Linked DNA regions of Sus scrofa: region 2 is linked to region 1. The links are chromatin contacts, called in public HiChIP or PLAC-seq maps. All regions are on one chromosome and are shown on one strand. The core of a region is the stretch at or near the end of the contact, and the rest is flanking DNA. Distances in the headings are between cores, read along the strand shown. Region 1 holds the start of RBM24 (RNA-binding protein 24). Region 2 holds the start of CAP2 (adenylyl cyclase-associated protein 2).

Evidence for each region. HiChIP or PLAC-seq counts read pairs in DNA pulled down with a chosen protein or histone mark.
Region 2: an H3K27ac HiChIP or PLAC-seq map of skeletal muscle shows a contact between it and region 1. The contact joins the promoter of CAP2 here to the promoter of RBM24 in region 1. A contact is called at or near these places in 8 of 47 Hi-C or Micro-C datasets (brain, fetal heart ventricle, fetal skeletal muscle and 3 more) and 1 of 2 datasets of contacts at active chromatin or transcription factors (skeletal muscle).

What each region holds. Positions count from the first base shown.
Region 1 is chr7:13,122,554-13,127,935 of Sscrofa11.1, forward strand. It overlaps RBM24 (RNA-binding protein 24), which reads left to right and starts at 3,965. Exons shown (of 4, transcript XM_001925447.6): 1 at 3,965-4,940. The coding sequence starts at 4,773. It overlaps LOC110261788 (a long non-coding RNA gene), which reads right to left and starts at 3,995. Exons shown (of 3, transcript XR_002346330.1): 1 at 611-3,995.
Region 2 is chr7:13,209,256-13,214,425 of Sscrofa11.1, forward strand. CAP2 (adenylyl cyclase-associated protein 2) reads left to right here and starts at 1,855. Exons shown (of 13, transcript XM_021100214.1): 1 at 1,855-2,408.

The DNA.
Region 1 (5,382 bases), core at 2,715-5,214:
CATATGGTCAAGACGGACTGTCAAAGGTGTTTCTAACCACATTTGTACTTTTCAATAAAGGAAAGCAAACGAGGTCTTGGAGCTGGTTAATGATGGCTTGGACTGGGCCCTAGTCTCCTGTCTTGGGATCCAGGGCTATTTTCACTGCACTGTGTCCTGGGCCTCCCAGCAACATCATCAGAATGAATCTGTCATCCAGAAAAAGTCATTCAATACCATTTGGAGAGATCATCTTCTCCTTAAAATAACTTGGCAACTCCAAGGCTCACTGTTTAAAGACTTAAAACCAAAGTACACCCTGAATTTAAAGTGTGAAGAAACACAGTGGATTTAAACTGTTTGAATTCTCTTCCTTCCCTTTTAGACTTATGTAATAGAATTTAAAGTGTGTGGACACTTAAAGCCACTTCTACACAGGCAGCATGAAACTGTCGGATGGGTGAGGTGGCAGTGAACTTTTTTTGTCCCCCTCACTTTCATTTTTGTCCTTCCCTCATCCTCTAATGTGACACTATTTTGCTGTCTATTTTCTGGACGCTGGATGATAAAAGAGGCATTATGACTTTCATGATTGAATAACAGTTACAAATTTCCATTTCATTTTACTTACCAGCTTAGATGTGGGTTAATGCAGCATGAACAGAATTCTCCCAGAGGTGGATCTGAGCTGAACTGACTAGGTTTCTGACTGCCAACTCTTCTGCACACTAAAATAGCAGCATAACCTATTACACACATTTGTTATCTGTTACTAAGAGAAAATTACCAACCCACCCAGAAAAACAGAAATACATCTGATCATGGGACTTCTGCAAAGGGCAGAAAACCTGTTGGGTTTACATCAGAATGCTCACAGACTCTCAAAAGAAGGTAAACATCTCCAAACAACCAAAACAAAAGACGTCATGGAAGCTACATTTTTGTTTTCCAAATTAAAAAAAAAAAAAAGTGCCTGGCTGAAATATTTTGCAAATGGTTAGTTCTAAGAATGTATTTTCTCTCATCAAGCTTGCAAGTAGATAAGATACTTGCTTTACAATAGCAGGTCTCTCCAATAAATATTTCTTCAGTATTCATGTGTGTGGTACCCAGTGGAAGACATCATTGACCTGCAGGAGATCAAGCAACATCTTAAGAGACCAGCCCTTCCTGGAGGAGAGTAACTGCCCAGAGCAATACCATCTCTGGAGGAGGCACCTCCTTAACCTGGAGTAGTACTTCCCTCCCTTGGGAAATATTACTCTCTTTACTCAACATTCTTTATTAGCCCAGAGTTGATCTCCATGATTAAGTTAAGAGGAAGAGGGGGAAAAAAAAAAAAAAACAGATAAATGAACATGAAACTTGGAATTTTGGTTTTAGCCTTTCAGATCAGATAAAGATCTTCAACAAAGTGGACAATAATGTACTGTAAGTAATGAAATAATATTGATCTTGCCATGGAGTAGGAATCGAGGATTCAGGGCCATCCATATGTAGTCATTTGGATATGACAAGCTTGGAACCTATTTATAACTTTTAAAGGATTTTATGGCTCTTCCTTTCTAGAGAAACACACATCATATCGCTGTGAATATACAAGCGTTCTTCTCTGCCAAAAGCAGCTGAGAAAGCAAAAGGATTACCCAAGTATTGTTTCTCAAACCTGAATTTGTAATGGGTAATTATGCAAAAATATTTGGTACTTAATAATCTTGAAACTTTGAATTCGCAAAGATGTTATGTCCCCAAGGCTACATGGTCTGATGGCTCAGGTTCATAAACCCACTAAGAATGAATCTGGCTATTGTAACTGTACCTACTTAAGAGCAAATGTCAAACAAACCCAGCTCCAGCAATGTCCCGCCCTAACCCAGCACCTGCCTGTGGGGGGCGCTCAGTGGTTTGTCAAGCTGAACAGAGTATGACTTCAGCTTCTAGTTGAATTGGTTTGGAAAATAAGGAAACTTCATTCCTCTTAACCTTTGTTTTCAATGGGTCACGTAACACCAGATTAAAGTAATGCTTTAATTATCCCTGGAATTCAAAATTCGGGAGATCCAAGCATCATTTCATACAAAATGAAGGACGTTTCAAACAAAGTTATCAAATTTATTGTTGGAAGGACTGCGGAGGACGGCCACAGTAGCTTCTCTGAGACCATGGCAGGGAAGCATCTTTTTTCCAGAAGCCAGGTTCTACCACCCAGGTATCCCAACCTAGGATCAGAATTTCCTTGTAGATTTCACCACTTTACCTCCTGAACATGGGAGCTGCTGGCTACACTTCCAGACACCCACCTCCCTGATATTATCACAGTCTCTCTGGGGTGGGCTCCCCATCCAGGTAGGAAGAGAAGCGAGACCGCCTAAATCACTGTTCTCAGTAAGTAGCTTCCTCTCACAATAGAGGTTTTGCCTGAGCCTCATCTAAGTACAGTAATTCTTAAGTGACACTGCACGGTGGATGTTGAATATTTAGAAAAACACGCCTCCTCTGTTTCATGGCCTGCTTTGTTTTTCGAATTTTTAAAAATCATCTTTCATGGTACCAGTACAAAGAGTTCCTTTTCAACCTGTATTTTAACTCGGCAATGAGGAGAGGGTGTTGTTTACAATTTCACTTTCTGGCTGTCAAGCCTGTAAAATCTTTTTCTTCAATTGGATTTTTAAAAGATTTTTCAAGAAACTTTTGATTTCTTAGTCCTCCATAACTCCCACTGGGGGTTCACACTTAAAGAAATGGATGACCTCAAAAGGCCAGCCTCATGTAAAGTCAGCAAGATGAAAAACAGAATCCAACATATTGCACAAGAATATTTGCATTCCCATTAGCTTTTGCAAATGCAATATATCACATCCTCTTGGGCTGACTGCAAATGTGCCCTGGAGAGAGGAACAAAAGTATGTGCCTCTCTAATAGGTTAACACTGAACTGCTTTAAACTGAATAAATGTTGCTGCCCAGGGGCAGTTACTGTGTGGACTTCAGTGGACACTTCTGGTGGAAATGACTTAAAAGCAAACTGAGTGCCAACAGTGGAGGGTGAAACATTCTGCTCCCATTAAACATCTTCAGCCAAACCTCAAATATGACCATGAGTTTACAGACTAATGGAATGAACTCTTGATTTAAAAAAAAAAAAAAAAAAAAAAAAAAAACTGATCCGAAAAAATAAATATACATGGTCTTTATTTTCTACAAATGCTTAAAGGTTTGCTGGTAGAAACCAGGGCTTATGTAACAAGTCTATTTCAAAAATTACACTTTTACAACTACATCTTGATAAAAACAGTTGGGGTCAAGTCACTAATCATTCCTGTAATTTAAATAGTAGGAAATAGGTTAATTCTTTGCTTAGGGGGGAAAAGGTGAATTTATGATGTGAAATCTGCATCAATCTTTCCGAATAGTTAGGGAGGACACAAATTTGGTGACTGTGAGATGAAGTGCTAATTTATGGTCCTTTGAAATAGAAGGCTGTGCCTGATAGACAGGTGTCTACGGTAACTTAGCCTGGCTGAGCCCTGAGCAAAGAAAGCTGATGGTTCTCCCCAGTACACCCGAGGACCAGACCATTTTCTCCCTCCTGGCTGTGCCTCTCTGGTTTTGTCCTCACCACCAGCTCATTGGGGTCAAGGAAGGTTGGGGGCCCCCCTTTTCACTCTCCAGACGCGAGGGTATCCAACTCCGGTGTCCTTGGCGGAGCTCGTGGGCGCCTCGCGCCCGGAGGGAATTGGCCTCCCAGCGAACCGCTCCAGGCCTCGGGGCCCCCAGCTCTTCAGTCCAGGTCGTCAGCCGTGTCACCGAGGCCGAGCGCAAAGAGCTCGCGTGGCCGTTTTGGAAAGAGACGTGGCTCCCTATTCGGGCGTAGTCCCCGTGTCCCAGGTCCCGGCTGGGGCCGCGCTGAGTCCCTAGGACTTTGTCCGGTTAGGGCCGGCGACGCCGAGAGCCAGGCCGCCTCCAGCCATCCCCAGCCCTACCCCAGCGCCGGCTGCAGAGCCGGAGTCTGGCCGCCCAGCGCCACGCCGCGCGGCTAGAGAAGCAGCTGTTCCCAACAGCTGGGGGGCGGCGGCGCCGGGCGCCCCAGGTGCGGCCGCGGCCAATCGCAGGAGTCCGGCCCGCCCCCTCCCCAGCCGGGCGCCGACCCCCGGCCCGCGGGGGAAGGGAGCAGAGAGGTGGAGAGCTGTCCTCGCCACTTGTCTTCCAGCTTCCGCGGCGGGAGGGACAGAACCCGAGCCGAAGCCGCGCGGAGTCCCCTACCCCCGGCTCCGCCGCCGCCGCCGCCGCCGCGCCCCCAGCTCAACCACCTCCGTGCCAGGACGCTCTCCCAGCCGACCCTACCCACGCCCCGCGCGAGACACCTACCTAATTTCTAGGAAAGAAAAATCTACCTCTAAACGCACCCCAGTTCTCGGCTTGAGGACCACCCTCCCTTTTCATTTTTGGCCTCCCCGCCGGGTGAGTGAAAACCGTTTGCACATCCTAAGGAACCGCAGCCTAACCCAGACGATCGGGAGAATTTGTACTGTGACCGGCAGGGGGGGCGGGAGGAGAGAGCGAAGTCAAGTCTCCCGGGCTGCTGGCGACCTCGGCAGCTGCGCGCCCCGCGCCCTCGGCCGCCCCCGGCCGCTCGTCCCCGCCGCGCCGCCGTCCTCGCCCCCGGGCTCGCCCTTGGTCCCCGGAGGCCGCGAAAGGGTGCGGGAGACGCGGAGCCGGAGGAGGAGGCGCAGCCGCTGCCCAAGCCGCAGCCGCAGCCGCAGCCGGAGCCCGAGCCGCGGGGCCGGCGCGAAGATGCACACGACCCAGAAGGACACGACGTACACCAAGATCTTCGTCGGGGGGCTGCCCTACCACACCACCGACGCCAGCCTGCGCAAGTACTTCGAGGTCTTCGGCGAGATCGAGGAGGCGGTGGTCATCACCGACCGGCAGACCGGCAAGTCCCGGGGCTATGGATTTGTAAGTTGCGCGGATGCGGGGCCGGGGGGTGGGGGTGGGGGAGTGGAGAGGGCGACAAAAAGCCTGGCGGGGAAATCGAGGACCGCGGAGGCGGGAAAGGGCAGAGTGGCGCTTGGCCCGAGGGGGTCGGAGTTTGGAGTGGGGGGCTCGGAGTGACTGTGCGAGGATCCCCGCGGGCGCGCGCGCTGTTGCCCCTTCGCTCCCGGCTGAACTGAAAGTTTGCGCGCGGCGGAGCTGGGGGAGGGAGGGCCGGCGCCTGCCTTCGGGGGCTCGGAGGGGATGGAGAGCACTGCGAAGTCGAGGGACAGGCGGAGCAGGGGTGGAAGGAGAGAACTGTAACCACCGCTGGGTTTGGGGTTGCGGGGGATTGGGAGCCACAGCCCCTAGGAGTTGCACTCGGGTTGGAGGCCGGTCTGGAAGCGCGCTGTTGCTTTGTCAAGAG
Region 2 (5,170 bases), core at 605-3,104, 85 kb after region 1:
GGGTGCAATGTAGAGGCCCAAGATGGAATAAGATAAGAATGTTGTTAGCTTTGGCAATTAAGGGAGCATTAATTCAAATTAAATATGAGGCAGCAGCCGCCTTGTCAGCACGTAACAAGGTCATCTGCTAAGGAGAAAGGCAAGCATTTGGGTTGGAATCTCAAGGTCTGAAAAGATTTTAAAAAGCCCAGTGTCTTGTCTTCTTTCCAACTCCACCACTTATAGAACAAATCTTGTAAAAGAAAAAAATGTATCAGTAAATATGTATTCAGTGACCTTTCTGTATTTGCCTTGGGAAAATCACCTTGAACTTTTTAAAGGACTTGATCCCTGCTTTCTTGGAACTTTCAGGTCTAGTTGGAAAATATGAACCATAAATATTAGAGAGTTGTGAGGAAGAAGAGTTCACTGGGGGGTAGCCCCACTGAGGCATCTGTCACATCACACACGGATGCTACACGAGGTGGAATTAGTTACATTGGAAGAATTTAGGCAGCAGGTTAAGACTCACTCCTTTCTCCTCCAAACTAATGAATTATTTCTTAGAAGATTTCTCTACCTCCTCTTTCCAATCCTAGATAGCACCTCCAAATTAACTCTCATTGTCATAATTCTGTTCCACACCTGTCAATAATCCCCCAATGCTTGCCCCTTATGGTTCCAACAACTTAGGCCAACATTGACAGCCCTCAGCACGTGGGACCTATCTTTGCTTCCCAGATCTGGAACACCCAACTCTCCATTCCAGCTAAGCTCACTGACTGTCCTTTGTACCTGTCCCATCGTTTTCACCTCTCCACTTTTGTCCCTGTTGTTCCTTTGATCTTAAGTACGCTTTCTCCACTGCCCATTCTTATCATCTTATTTCTGCTTGAAGACTCAACTCTTACCTCCACCAGGAAGTACTCTTTGGTCCCTGGTGCTGGAAGCCAACTCCCTCTTTTCTGCACATCCACGGACATTGTTCATACTTCTCTCAGGACAAGTTTTGTAGTCTTCCTTACCCTCTGGTTATTTTTATACTCTGTTCATCTTCTCATTATACTATAAATCTAAGGGGAGGATGTGTGCCTCATTCACCTTTATCCTCTATAATACTTTATACTCCAGTGCACAATATGCTTGGCTAAAAGAAATGCTCTATTAATGATGATTGAAGTTAATGCTAGAGAAAAAAAAAGTTTTGTTGGACTGGATGCTTGGAAGTTTGTCTTATGTTACCAGTGTCATAAACAATGCCACTTTGTTTCCCTTCTTTGTCTTTCCCGACAAAGGGGAGCAAAGAGACACTCCCCATCACCACTTCTGGACTAGAGCCATGTGTAATAGGCAACACCCTCATTTAAGTGGTGACCTATAGGGTCAGAATAAGCCTTGGAATGCACAGAACCAAATTAGATGCACTTCTAACCTCAACAGAGAGTACTGGATTTGTAGACACTCATCCTAGTGTGTGTTTAAAAAATTTGCTTTAAGTAATATCAATTACCCTCATTTTCTGTAATTATTTCCCTTGCATTCATTCAATGAAGAGCTTATTCCAGATTGAAATGAACTAATGAAAACTGAAAATCAGTGTTTTCCTTCTAATAGTGTTAACAAAAAAGTAAAAACAAAAACACCCAATTTTGTAATTATAATCAATGTATGAAGAAGAATGGCTACAAATTTACATTAAAAAAAAAAAGCACATGTGGTTGGGGATACCTTTGTTTTGAAATAATCGGGCAATTTTTAATTTTTAAAGACGTATGTAAAATACATTTAAAAATACATTTTTAAAATACTGTTACAAAATATGAGCGCATCTGAACTTGATGGCTAGCTAAAGCATTACTTGTCCACCTCCCTCTCCAGCCAGGACCTCTATACCTCCACTGGGTTGAAGAACACACAGGCCTGTCTCTTCCTTCCTAAGGACCCATCATTTCTCTACAAAAGTCTTTGAGGATCCAATCTGTGGCTCCTTCAGCCAGGAGCCTCCCGGATCTTTCCAGACTTCATCGCAATACTGCCTGATGCGGTGAATTCATTTCTCTCCCAGGCTGGCGCTTGGCAGGCTCTCTTTCTCGTCCTCTGCCTTCCTCATCTCCCTCTCGTTTCTCCCACGGCCCATCTGCCCCTCCTTTCGTCCATCCCCCTCTCCTCTCTGCTCCCCTTTATTTCCACTCTCCACCCGCGGAGCTTGGCTCTCCTCCCTCCCTCCCGCTCCCTCTCTCCCCCTCGGCTTGTCTGTATTTGGAGCTCCCGGAAGCCGCCGGCCACTCTCCCCGGAGCAGCGTGACTGACACGGACTCCTACTCAGGGGGGAGGAGGAGGAGGAGGGGTGGCGGGCAGGCAGGAGGAGGGTGCGAGTGGCCGAGCGCGGCATCACCGAGCCGAGCACCAGACCCCAGGCCCCCAAGCAGGTAATCCGGAGCGGCTGGGCCCTGCGAGGGTGGGGAAGGGCCGAGGTGCAGGTGGAGGGGGGGTAGGGGTACCTCGAGGAGGCCGTGCTTGGAAGTTGCGCTCAGTGGGTGGGGTGCAGAGGGGCTGGGGCGCGGCGGGCGTGCAGGGAATAAAGGAGGCTCGGGCGCCTGTGGGGTCAGAACGCCGCGCGGACAGCGAGACTTTGCGGGGCACCGGCGGAGCAGGGCTCGTGCCAGCGAGCGCCCCATCTGGGTCAGTGCAGCGGCCCTCCCTGCCCCCGCCGCCTGCCCTGCTGGAACGGGGTTAGATCCTGGCCTCCCCCCGCCTCGCTGCTGCTGCTGCTGCTGCTACTGCTGCTGCTGCTGCGCGACAGGCCCATCTAACTTTGGAGGTTCTCTTCCTCTTGGCTCTGAGCTTCAGGGCAGTGCAGAGATTGAGGGGGACTGTCATTGCACTGGATCTGACCGTCTCCAGAGAGGACTGGAAAGAAAAGGACCTGGCTTCTCTGCAGAACCTGACTCGAGGCCATGAGTCACTTTCAAAAAATGCAAAGGCCACTGAGGCATTGAGGGACAGTTCAAGAGGGCACCTTGCCGCTCAGTTCCTGTCTCCTTTGGATAGAGGGTGATTCATGGAGGTAGTAGCCTCGTTATCACCACTTTGGGGACTAATAATCGCATAAGCAGATGGCCTTTGCTTTATTGCCACCAGAGTGGTGTCTGACAGCCCCAACAGGCTGCAAGTTTTAGCAGTATTTGAACCGATGGATGCATTCTCTAAAATGAGTAAATATGGGTGGCTGCATTTAGGATATTGAACGAGGGTTAGGTCCAAACAGCCAAAGTAGAGATGAACACAGCATAAAAGAGCAAGACTCTTTGGTGATGTAGGGAATACAGAAGCCTATGGGACTTAAAGCCCCAAAGTTTACCAGAATTATTTACAGAGTGCTATTTCTTGACTGCTTACATAAACTTTAGTTTAAGGAGCATGGCTTCAAATTTCTGGTAACGTGTCTAAGCCCCTTTAATGTAAGATTACAACTGTGGGGTGATCTTTGGAGGAATTTTTCTTAGAGTTACCAGAGTCTAATTAGACTGTAAGCCTCTTGAGGGCAAGATGGAGTTTTTGGTAGTTTTTACTGTACCAAGCAGTATTTGACCCACAGCATGTAATGAGCAGGCAATAAAAAATAAAAGTTTGTGAAAATGATTAACTCAGTGGTTTGAGTGAAGCTGGATCATGATTTTTTGAAGCATTATTGTGCAAGGAAGGTCTCCTCTATGATCCCCAAATCTAAAAATCCTAAATAAAATTAAATCAAGGTGTCATATATATATTTATTAAAGAGAAAAAAAAGTTGACTACGAGAAATCATGACAGTGACTGTCAAGGTGGTTTTGACTTGTAGGAAATAGGTTTTTGCTGCTCGTTGTCAAAGTGAGAAGTAATTGAATTTGTTGACATATTTTACGGTCTGGCAACCTTTTTGAGTGAAGGGCTGGAGAGTAAACATGTAGGTTTTGGGAGTTCCCGTCGTGGCGCAGTGGTTAACGAATCCGACTAGGAACCATGAGGTTGCGGGTTCGGTCCCTGCCCTTGCTCAGTGGGTTAACGATCCGGCGTTGCCGTGAGCTGTGGTGTAGGTTGCAGACGCGGCTCGGATCCCGAGTTGCTGTGGCTCTGGCGTAGGCCGGTGGCTACAGCTCCGATTGGACCCCTAGCCTGGGAACCTCCATATGCCGCAGGAGCGGCCCAAAGAAATAGCAAAAAAAAAAAAAAAAACATGTAGGTTTTGCTGGCTAGATGGTCTCTTGAGTAACAGCTCATCTGTGCTGTAGCTTAAAAGAAGCCATAGTCAATACCTAAAGGAATGGTATGACTATATTTCACTTATTTGTGGACCCTGAAATTTGAAGTTCGTACAATTTTCACCAGTAATGAAATAGTCTTTTTTTTTTTTTCAGGCTTTAAAAAAATGTGATATTCATTTTTAGTTTAGAAGAAGACGGGGCGATCACAAAAGCAGTATGGGAGAGGGGGCAGGTTTGTCCTCTTGGTACTGGTATGCTACTCCTCTCTACCATGTGGTAGAGTTTGGAGAGGAACCTTTTGAAAAGATTAATGGGCCAGATTCTCCAAGTGCCTAGGTCATATCCAGGAGTTAAGTTAAATGCCTTCAAGAGTAGCCATAACCTATTTTGGGCATTACAGTGTTTTGTTTTGTGTTGAATATTTCCTAATAGACATTTTTATACACGAGGTTTTGTTTTTAATTCATTAATTATGTAATATACATAAAAACAATATACTAGATGTATGTAAGCTATCACCATTACTTACAAATGACCACCTATAACCTTATCACAGCTTTAAAAACTTAAGAACTAGATGATGTGAAAAGGTAACCTACGGAATGGGAGAAAATATTTTTAAATTCTCTATCTGGTAAGGAACTTGTATCCAAAATATATGACAAGTTCTTACACCTTAATAATAAAATGATAAATGTGAAAATGGTCGAGACATCTGAATGAACATTTCTCCAAAAATATACGAATGGCCAATAAGCACATGGAAAGATGCTCAGCATCATTACTCTGATGCTCAGCATCAGAAAAATGCAAATTAAAAACGCAAATGGTCTATGAGATACCACTTCACACCCACTGGGATGGCGAGAATCAGAAAGTCAGATAGGAGTTCCCGTCGTGGCGCAGTGGTTAACGAACTAGGAACCAACTAGGAACCATGAGGTTGC